Regions from separate parts of the Mus musculus genome. Here region 2 is linked to region 1. Evidence: chromatin contacts called from public HiChIP or PLAC-seq data. All regions are on one chromosome and are shown on one strand. The core of a region is the stretch at or near the end of the contact, and the rest is flanking DNA. Distances in the headings are between cores, read along the strand shown. Region 1 overlaps Pacrg (PARK2 co-regulated). Region 2 overlaps Pacrg (PARK2 co-regulated).

What was found. HiChIP or PLAC-seq counts read pairs in DNA pulled down with a chosen protein or histone mark.
Region 2: an H3K27ac HiChIP or PLAC-seq map of neural progenitor cells shows a contact between it and region 1, with 4 times the contacts expected there. The contact joins two enhancer-like sites. A contact is called at or near these places in 2 of 484 Hi-C or Micro-C datasets (both in uterus), 1 of 115 datasets of contacts at active chromatin or transcription factors (neural progenitor cells) and 1 of 9 other capture datasets (embryonic stem cells).

The regions. Positions count from the first base shown.
Region 1 is chr17:10,609,917-10,615,381 of GRCm38.p6, forward strand. The region is part of intron 2 of Pacrg (PARK2 co-regulated); the gene reads right to left. Among named protein-coding and RNA genes, the nearest start is that of Gm52294, 61 kb to the left of the region's middle. Within about 2 kb of position 2,100, at least 18 of the 459 cell types and tissues checked have an H3K27ac peak or open chromatin away from gene starts, as enhancers often do. A contact at or near this core is called in neural progenitor cells, where this site is marked.
Region 2 is chr17:10,743,671-10,749,396 of GRCm38.p6, forward strand. The region is part of intron 2 of Pacrg (PARK2 co-regulated); the gene reads right to left. Among named protein-coding and RNA genes, the nearest start is that of Gm16169, 61 kb to the right of the region's middle. Within about 2 kb of position 1,586, at least 82 of the 459 cell types and tissues checked have an H3K27ac peak or open chromatin away from gene starts, as enhancers often do. A contact at or near this core is called in neural progenitor cells, where this site is marked.

The sequences.
Region 1 (5,465 bases), core at 850-3,349:
AAAGTCCCATGGTTTATGGTACAAGCTCAAATTCTAAGCTACCTTGCACTTGGCAAGTGACCAAGTCATCAGATTCTCAAATGACCTCAACAGGTTCAGTCCTCTCTGTCATTCTCCAGGGTATGCTCCAGACTCCCTTCTAAAAACACCATGGACCACAGCTGTGTACAAGGGTGGTGCCTAAACACTGGACCACCCAGCCTCTGCCCACCAGTTCCCCTTCCAGCCTTATTGCGACATTGCCCTCTATGTCCAAAGTTCCAGTTGCCACGGATAGGCCACTCTTTGCTGAAAATGCTCGGGAATCCTAGAGTGCTTCCCCACTTTTTTCTATCCCCTGTGAATTTTTATACATCACAGCAGTTCAGAGTATAGGTGTCTCATCTCCTCCCTGTCTCAGCTGCAAGTTAGCTCTATGACCTTGCACAAGCCATGTTTGGGTTCCTCATGCAAACGGGGATGTTATTAGTACACACTTCAGCCACCTTTGGTAAATAACACAATTGGCTCATTCATGTAAACCTCTAAGCACTGGCCAGCACGTGTTCATCCTCATTATTGACATCTTATTGTAATAGCATTAGACACATTTTAATTGCATGAGCAATTAATGAATGTGTAGTCAAATATTTACCTAGATCCCAATAGGAATCAAGCCTCTTGTTGTCTTTGTAGCCGGAGGAGGGGAGCGGGAGTAGTGACTCCCAGATACAAGGGGCTCTGTAGGATTGGGAGAGAGAATGGAAGTCAATGGCCAGCATCATGCTCCCCAGATGCTGCACATGGGTTGGAGGCTGCTCACATGTGCATGTCTCATGTATGCACATTCATCTGGACAGACACAAGTGTGATGCAGATGGGGAGACTGAAGAAAACCTGGAGGGTCCGGAGTATATGCTGGCGGAGGGCAGCAATTGGCTACGGTAGTTTATTTTTCAGGATATGGGCCAAGAAAGTTCCAAGCTACAGCAGAAACTGGCGGCGATCATGCCAAGTCAGGGACAATGTGCCTGCCACATTGTTAGGTCATCAGCACTGGTGTGAGCTGGTCTATGGAGACAGCCTGCAGCCAAGCTTCAGTAACGTCATTAGATATCTTGAGTTATAAAGGAAAAGATGGAGGACCAGCTCCAACCATGAGAACTTTCGCTATGAACACAAGGATGGAGGCCCTATCTAAGCCCCAGATGAGATAACCTACTAGGCCATTTGAAGGTTACAGGAGAAAGAAAAGATGGCAAGACAGAATTGAATCCACACACTCCATTCCATGGAGGCCAGCTGAACTGCCCATACTTGGTGACACCAAGTGAGAGAGACAGGGATGGAAGGGAGGGAAGAGAAGCCTTAGGAGAAAGAATTGCTCCCTGCCCCAACCTCCCACTTTCTAGATGGAAACACAATTTTCCAGAGCAACAAGAGGATAGTAAGAGACAGCAGAACATTGATATGTCTTGCAAGTGTAGGGGTCTCTCTTTCTCTCCTCTCTCCTTTCTCTCTCTCTCTCTTTCTCTCTCTCTCTCTCTCTCTCTCTCTCTCTCTCTCACACACACACACACACACACACACACCACACCACATGCACACTTACAATTAATACAACACTCACAACTGTCTTTTTTTGTGTGTGTCTGTATTTGACCCAGTATTATCATGGCTCAGGATCTGTCACACAGACCAGATGAAAACAGATGAATGAATGAATGAATCTGCTTTTTAATTGACACTCTTTAAGGAACACCACTCCATCCCCATCCCTGGAAATTTCTTCAAAATAACGTGTTAAGCAAGCATTGGTCTCAGACTTTCTGGATCTGGTCATCTGGGATAACAAGTCATTTTGTATGACTTTAAATCCTTCATTTCAATCTCCCTTTGACTCTCCAGTGAGAACTGACATCCTGTTCGGGTGAAATGACTCACCCAAAGGCAGAGAGTGATTGAATTGGCCTCTAAACAATCCTAACTTTCTTGGGCCCATTGTTCTTTTTCAACTGAAAGGGGCTTTTGATTTAATTTAGTTTCCTGTACTTCCATTTCACGAAATGTGCCAAACAAGGCCCCATTATTAGGCCTGTCAGGCTCTGCCTCATGGCAGCCTCTGTGTTATGACCCACAGCACAGCTAGCATTCCATGGACACTACACTGATGGGGTCAGGACTCACAGTCACAGGGAGACTTTTTCTTTCTCTCTTGCCTTTTTATTCTGCAGGGTTAGTGAGGCCACTTTCATGTATATATAGGATGCACTTTGAGTCTATCTCCCCATGACCCAACATTCCCCCTTTCGCCTCTCCCCTCTCTAAAGCATTACATCAAGTTCATGGCCTCTGTATGTGTGTGATTTATGCATCTATAACATTTAGGGCCCACAGATGAGAGGAAACACACAGTATTTGTGTTTCTGAGACTGACTTAAGTCACTTAATATGATTCTTTCCATTTGCACCCATTTTCCGGCAGACACTATAGCCTCATTCTTTATGACTGGAAAAAATATTCCAGTGCACACACAAGAAGAAACCAGATCAGGGGAAAACTTCAATGCTCCTAGTTTGACAGAACTAATACTGTGAAAATGACTATGCTACTAGAATCAGCCTACAGGTTTAATATAATCCCTATCAAAGTTTTGATGTTATATTTTACAGATCTAGGAAGACAATTCAGAAACTCAGATGGAACCACAAAAGACCACGGGTAGCCCCAGCAATTAAGTAATTGTAAGTAGTAAGGACACAGCTGGAGGTATGATTCCTAAGCTCAAATCATACTGCAGAGATCTAACCTCTGGTTCTCTACACACACACACACACACACACACACACACACACACACACACAGACACACAGACACACAGACACACACAGACACACACACATACAGACACACACACACAAATACAGACACACACACACAGAGACAGAGAGAAAGCAGAGACAGAGAGATAGATGGACAGAGAGAGACAGAGAGAAAGAACCTGGTACTGGCATTAAAACTCATAGGTAGACCAAACTGACATGACACAGGAACAGGATCTGGAGATAAACTAGCAATGCAATGGCTACCTACTTTTGACACAGAAGATAAAAATCATGCAGTGGACAAAGAGAGCCTAGTCAACAAACGAAGCTGGAAACTGGAGTCTACCCACAAAAGAATAAAACTACATCCATACCATTCTACTTTGTATAAAACCCAATTCAAAATGGATTAAAGACTTTAATTTGAAAACCTGAAACAGTGAAAGTGTGAGAGAAATACACAGGGGAGACGTCTCACAACAGTGCTGGTGGCAGGGACTTTTGACATAGAACTTCAGTAGTGCAGGAACCAGCCACAGGCATGAGGAGATAGTACTCCACAGAGTTAAGAAGTTTCTGCACACCAAAGGAAACATCAGCAGGGCACAGGCAGGGAGAAGAGCTCTACCAGCTACCCTTGAGACAGAAGACTAATGTCCAGGATTTACCACTGCAGAAATTAAATGCCAAGGCAATAAAACCTCCAGTCAACAAAGGAATGAATGAATGAGTGACCCCAGTCAAAATGGTCATCACCAACAAATCTGAATTTGGAAATGTGGGAGAGGTTGTAGGGAAAGAAGACCCATTGCTGGGGGTGCTGCACCTTAACACAGCCATTGTGGAAACCAGTTTGGAGGTTCCTAGAAAAAAGGAGAAGGAAGGAAGGGAGGGAGGAAAGGAGGGAGTGAGGAAGGAAGGAAGAAAGGAAGAAAGGAAGGAAGGATGGATAAAGGAAGAAAGGATGGATAAAGGAAGGAAAGAAGGAAAGAAAGAGAGAACGAATGAAAGAAAGAAAGAAAGAAAGAAAGAAAGAAAAAGAAAGGGAGGAAGAAGAAAGAAAGAGAGAGAGAAAGAGAGAAAATAAAAGAAAGGTACAACTTCCATAGGACCCAGTCATTCCACTCCTTGGTATAAACCGGAAGAATTCCATATTCTACCCTAGAAATAACTGACCATTCAGGTGTGTTGCTATTGTTTTTATGATAACAAATGAATGGAACAAATGTACATGGTTATCAACATATGAACAGAAAATGAAAGTATCTAGTGATAGATATATGATATAGTCTGTGATATCTGTAAGGAAAATGAAATTATGAAGTTTTCAGGAAAAGCGGGTGGGTTTAGAATGTATATTATTAATGGAAGTGACCCAAACAGAAAGAAAATTAAAACCCTGCCTGCTCCCACATGTGTGGATGCTAGCCTGTAATGCATATCTGTAAACAGCAGTAAGCATGGCTGGTAGAGTGTAAACATGTAGAAAGGAGGCTAGATAAAGAACCATATTGGCTGAAGAGGAGGGGCAGAGCTTAGCAAAAGGACCCAGGAGCTGTGAGAGGCGACACAGAGCTATTCAGTCTTTCAGCTTTAACTGCCTCATGATTGTTTCTTTTTGTGTGGTAGAAGAGTCCATAAAATGTCCCTAAGAGTGCAATTCACAGTTAATGCTCCACGGCTTCAGAACAGCCCTTCTAACTGTGACAACACTCATGGAGGTGCAGAGGGTCTGAGACTGGACAAGCGTCTGGACGGCTGATTGCCTCCATCTTGCCATGTGGTATTTTTATTTCTGAGTTCACTATAATGTAATTTTTTAAATAGGTATTTTCTTCATTTACATTTCCAATGCTATCCCAAAAGTCCCTCCATACCCTCCCCCCCACTCCCCCCCCCCACTCTCACTTCTTGGCCCTGGCGTTCCCCTGTACTGAGGCAGATAATGTTTGCAAGACTGATGGGCCTCTTTCCAATGATGGCCGACTAGGCCATCTTCTGATACATATGCTGCTAGAGACACGAGATTTTTACAAAAGACAAAAGTTCAAAATGAGTCATGCAGGCTAAAATCAAAGTGTGTCATGTTCTCCAGTTCGTGGGAAGGCCTCTGCTCACCTGCTGAAGCTGCTGAAGGCCCTGCATCTCTCAGCTCTGACCCCTGCTTCCAAAGTCCAGCACTGGGCTTCTGCTTGCATGTTCACACCTCCTCCTGTCTCCCCTTGGTAAGCAGGAGCTGCTGTGCTCGCAAAGCCCGCAGCCTGACACTGTCAGTCTGTGCTGTGCAGCACGCTACAGCCAGCCACAGGCTTCAGAGTCTGTTGTGTACACATATAGGGGACTTAAAACTCCCTAATATCTGGGGCTGGAGAGATGGCTCAGAGGTTAAGAGCACTGACTGCTCTTCCAGAGACCCTGAGTTCAGTTCCCAGCAACCACATGGTGGTTCACAATCATCCATAATGGGCTCTGATGCCCTCTTCTGGTGTGTCTGAAGAGAGCTACAGTGTACTAATATACATAAAACTTCCTAACTTATATTTGTTTATACAGTTGAGGGTTGCAAAATAACATTCAGCAAATTTCAGCAGAAATATTACCTGAAATATAAAGAAATCTAAAATATGAAATTGGAGGGGTAGAGCTTGGCACACACACAC
Region 2 (5,726 bases), core at 336-2,835, 130 kb after region 1:
GAGAAACCCAAGATGTCTCCAGTTTAAAAGTTTCTGAAAACAAGAATGGCCCTGAAGTGTACATGTTCCTACAGTCTGATTCTGTTCTCATAGGGGCCACCAGTTAATTACTGTCAGGCTCAGGATGTGAAGCCACCAATATCTTCATGCAGAGTATTCTCTACAGAGAAGAAGCAAGGAAGCAGATCTGCAGGAGGGTCCCGTCATGGCCGGTGCTCTCTCTCTAGTGAGGACGCTGGAAACTGGAATTTCTTGCCTTCTCCAAGGCAGCTTTGGAGCCTAGGAAGGTCACTCTTGCCCTGCCTTCGATGGAGCCTCACATGACAGGAAGGAAGGAAAGCAATACAGGAACTCTGAGGAGAACGCTCTCACACGACTTTGTTAAGTTTCCTAGTGCACTGTCTGAACTACACAGATGAGCGTGCTACCTAGTTTATTTCTGAAGGATGCCTGTGTCACAAAGTTCTCGCTAGGCATTTCTTTGTTGCTATTGCGGCCTCAGTCCTGTTCCTCGTGATGGATTAGGAGAAGATAACATTTCTTCAGCCTGTAACATCCTTGGGTATTATAATCCAGGGCCACAGTCTACTGAATATTCTTAGACACATCAGCACAATTATTAAATCGATCTGGATGTTTAAATTAACAGTTGATGTTTTCCAGTAATTTTTCATAAATCATTTGGTTTGCCAGATAATAACAAGAATATGTACACATTTATTTTTAAAGAACCGTCTGTCGAGTTGCATAAAAGGCAAGTTCGATATGATGGCCAGAAAAGACAGGAATGGGGCAGGCGGCATAGTTCCATTCCTCCAACAAAGTGTGGACAATGAGCATATTTTATATTTAGATTTGGTTTATTGAGGGGACCTTAAACTTTTTTTTAAAGTGCACATGAATCGTCTGGAGAAATCAGAGTCTAAAGTGATTAATTAGAACTTATTTTGTCCTGAACAGATTTACTAAGCATTTTTCAAATAGCCACAATGTTTGTAATTACCAGAATCACACCTCCATTGGCCAGCCTTACTTACTTCATGCATGAACAACAATCTGATTGAGCACTCTTGTTAGGGTTTCATTCTGCGCTGTAATTAGCCATAATCATAGCCTTCCTGGGTGCATGAGAATGTGCAAGCAACTATTCACAGACTCAGCCCATTTGAATATGAATCTTCTCAGTGAGGAGCAATAAAGCAGGAGAAACAAAACAGTTTCTCTAGGGAATCCAGTGAAGCCTCTCTCCTCTGATTCTGCCCCCTTCAAAATGTTCTCCCTCCAGGCTCTGGATTCTATTTGCTAAAACAAGGGTGGCTTAATGAAGACAATGGCCTATTATTCCTTAAGTGACACAGGAGGGCCCAAGTATTACAGGCTTAGTTCTTTCAGTCTTTGCTAAGGACACAAGGAACAAAAGAACAAGCAATTGTGTGTGGAGAAGAGAATTCGGTTCAGGCTCCACTTGGGGACCACTCAGAATGAGATGGGGCCATGCTATTCTTACGCTCTGAGGAGGCTGGTGCATGCTGGCTTTCTTCTCTTTCTTCCCCTCTTCACCCCCCTGCAAATGACTCAGGCATTACAGAAAAAGGCTCCAAGCAGCAGGGATAGAAAGCAAAGGCTTAGTGGAGGAGGGGTGACATTTCTGATCCCATCCCAAGCACATTCAAAGTGAGCCACCTACTGGCAAGCTCCTCTCTTCCTGTTCTCCTCACGCTCTAATCCCCTCAACTCTTAAGGGAAGACCTAGGGAAACAGGCTGAGATCAGCCACAAGGATTTTCAGCCAAAAATGGAGACATAAAATAGGAATGCCTTCATGGCAGTATGGAGTCTTTGAGAGAAAACGGTTTGGACCAGTAGAAGTATGCCAAAATGTCAGACATGAAGGGTTGCTTAAAATGCTGTGTGCTCCGCACAGAAAATTAAAGATGACTCTAGTTTACTAAAATATATTGATTTCGAGATTCATGAAGTTAAGTCAACTAATCGTTTAAACCAGTTAAACCACATCAGAATGGTCTTGCCCTTGACTAACTTTCAGTTCTTCAATGCATTTGTTTCCTGTTTTGTTGCTTGTTGTTTTTTTGTTTCAGAGACATTATACACCGCTAATAAAATATCTGTTTGAATTCTTTGTGGGCATTTTTACCACGGGAAGGCTCAAGGGCTGTAATGTGACCCTAATCATTTTCTGACCACCTTACAAGTTTAGGATCTGCATCATCCTGACAAAGTGAGCCCTCTAAGACTACCTGAAGGAATCAACTACTGGAATTTCAACTGTGGTCTCCTGTTCGTAGGTACGCGAATGTGTGTGTGTGAGAGTGCATGCGTGCATGCATGCATGTATAATCACATTTGAAGGTCTGAGTAAAACTGTGACCATTCCTGGTACAGTATGGTATACATTTTGGGGTCACTAGAAGTGACAACCAAAGGCATGTCATTGAAGAGATCTGACATGCTGAATCATGTCTCCTACCAGGTGTACATTATGAACCTGGTAAGTCCAACAGAGCCAGGGTCACACTCTCCTAAGAAGGGACTCAGTATGCTGATGTGCTGAGGTCACCTTGTTAACCTGGAAGTTGTAGACATTTTCACAAATCTCTCACCATAAGATGCATTTTCACGAACATGAGGACTTCTTCGGAATATCCCCTGATGGTCTCTCTAGTGGGGTTCTTACCCTATTTGTAGGCTATTTTCTTGTTTAAAGCTACTATATTGTTTTCATAGAATAATATGTGATTTCAAACAGACTTATCATACTTAAATCACTCTGAAAAGCACAAGAATGCCCATGACATTAGTTTAAACTGAAGGCTGACAGAGGCCACCATTCCTAATATTTTTTCTTAAAATTTTTTTTTTATTTCATGTACATTGGTGTTTTGCCTGTCTATATGTTTGTATGTATGCATGCATGATGCCTGATATAAGGGTGTCTGATCCCCAGGAACTGAAGTTATAGACAGTTGTGAGGTGCCATGTGGGTGCTGGGAATAGAACCTGGGTCCTCTGGAAGGACAGCCAGGGCTCTTAACCCCCGAGTCATCTCTGCAGCCACTATTCCTAATAATTTCAAAACTAAAAATTACAGTACAGCTATCACTTGTCATCTGGCTCTGTGGCTAGTTGGGGTGCTTTAATAGACCTTGGTTCGCCCAAGCCTTATTCCAGCCACAGTAGGTGTGGTCACAATGATGCTATTATTCCCAAAGACATGGACAGTGCAAACCACAAAGATCCTGGAGAAAATTAAAACACTGAAAGATTCAACAACTCTTGGGGACACAGAGCTAATTGGCAGCATGTTTGTAATTAAATGGATGGATTGTGGTCAATTCTTACAAGACCATGTGAGGAGATATTAGCTCCTGGGGGTGGGTCTGCTCTGCTGGCTGTCCAAACATGAGAACTGTAATTATTTTTTGAGACTATGTAGGTGGAAGAGTCTGTTACTAACATAATAGATTATCAGTCACTCCTGGATTTTTCACAAGAAGAAATGAGCTTTTACATAATTCACTTCTGTATATACTAAATAAATCCTCGACATGTGCAAGATACTGTGCACAGTTAAAGCAAAGAAAAAGGAACAAAACAAAAACTTAATTGTTTTGAGGTTGGAAATAAAATGGTCCCTTACTTCAAAGAATCAGCAAAAACCATGTAACACAAATGTAAAAACATATACAGTTTAAGGCAGAAACAATCCTGCCAAGATTACCATAAATACAAGAGGGTCTTGATTCTTAATTTATTTACTCTTCCCTACTCCTGGCCCAGAACAATACATGAGTGTCATTTGCTGAAAGCAGTAAATATGGAGGTTGAAAGCAATCTTCTAAAATGAATATCCACCATAAATGTTGAGCAGAACATTTATGGATATTAGTTGATAAACAGTCATGTTTATAGCACTGCCTGTTGTCTGGGTCAGTTGGAGCCAGTGACTTAATCCTTTATAAAGACGTCTGTAAAATATCCCATTCTCTCCCCCTGTCATGCTTTTGGTGTTGATCAATAAAAGAGAGAGCAGAGCTCTTTGTTAGGGACAGACACAGTCACAACTGACAGACACAGGGTCAGATTCAGAAGACCATCTTTCATCAGGCTCAGACTCAGACTCAGACTCATATAACAGACAGAAGACGCACTGAGCATGGAATGGAGAATTCAAATCGGGGCTCACCCTGGTTTACTGACTCCAAGGGAAAGTGTTTTGATTTCTAATTCGACACCCTTGCATTATTGGTGACTCAATCACTAATGTGTTTAACCCATGCAATGTATCTCTGAGGAAGTTCCCAAAAAGATTTAACTGGAAAGGCCTTCCTAAATGTGGATAGCCACCATCCCATGGGTAGAGAGAGTCACTGACTGAAGAAAAGAGCAAAACAAACCAACAATAAATTAAAACAAACAGGAGATGAGAGGGAGGGACGGAGGGAGGGAGGGAGGGAGGGAGGGAGAGAGAGAGAGAGAGAGAGAGAGAGAGAGAGAGAGAGAGAGAGAGTAGAATGAGCCCAAGCTAACATCAGCATTCCTCTTCTTCTCTACTTTCTGACTGCAGATACAATGTGACCAAGCTGCTGGACAGGCCCACCCCCAGCATCGATCTTACTTGAACACATCATACAATATATAGAAGTAGTTTAAATACATTGTCTGTAAAAGCCTCAAATAAAAGAGTAATTAAAAGTAGGAGACATAAATATTTTTGCCCGGATATAACTGCTCATTCTGCTGCTTTGTGAATCTGAACACTCAATGTTATGGATTCTTAGAACTATATGACTTTAGAAAATAACATTTTGGACAAAGTTGTGATAAAATGATGCCAGTCTACAAACACCTATTAATTAAGTTGTAGATAACAAGTGACCACTAAATCTACCAATTAAGTTATAACTAGTTAAATTATCAGAATTGCTAAGCCCTAAACTGTAAGAAAATTGTTATTCATTGCCATTTGGTGACTTGAAAGTATGCTTTTTCTCTTTAATAAATTTTAAACCTACCTTAACATTTAGATATATCAAACTGTTAACATTTAGGAATTAAGGGTATAGTTTAACAATAGAGTGTCTACCGAGCATGCATGAGGCTCTCTGGCTTCAATGGTCTTTGCCAAAACAAGTCTAATTTATTTTATTGTCTGTGGCTATCATTTTTATAATTATCAATATTTCAGGATTGATAATTAATAATCTCCATACTTTTATAATACAAGGAAGTAATTAGAAGAGCAATTCAGGGGAGTAAAGCCACAGCTGATAAGGAAAGAGAATATTCACAGGGCACCTGCACAGAGCAGGTCAAGGGAGGGTCAGCTAGCTGGGCTCTGATGCTTCCCTGGGTCCACCATTTGCTGCTGAGACTCTGCCAAGCAAATGGCTCTGCTCACAGACCTCAGTGAGACTCTCTCAGTAATGGGCCCGTTTCAGTCCTGAGGAGCATTCGTCTGGCCCTGCCTGTGGGACCGGGACCGGTGGTGCCTCCCTTCTTGTCCTTTTCTCTATCCCTGGTCCTCACTGTATGTCTGCTCCTGTGGTGTTCCAGCTCTGTAACACGTGTGTAGTAAGTACAGCTTGATAGCAGTCATAACGGGCCTTTTTTCTTAAAGCATCCTTCACTCCTTCAATGCCAGTGGATCGAACTGCTTGCTCTTCTTTAGTAAACTCCATTTTGCTCCTTTTTGATATTTCTATACAG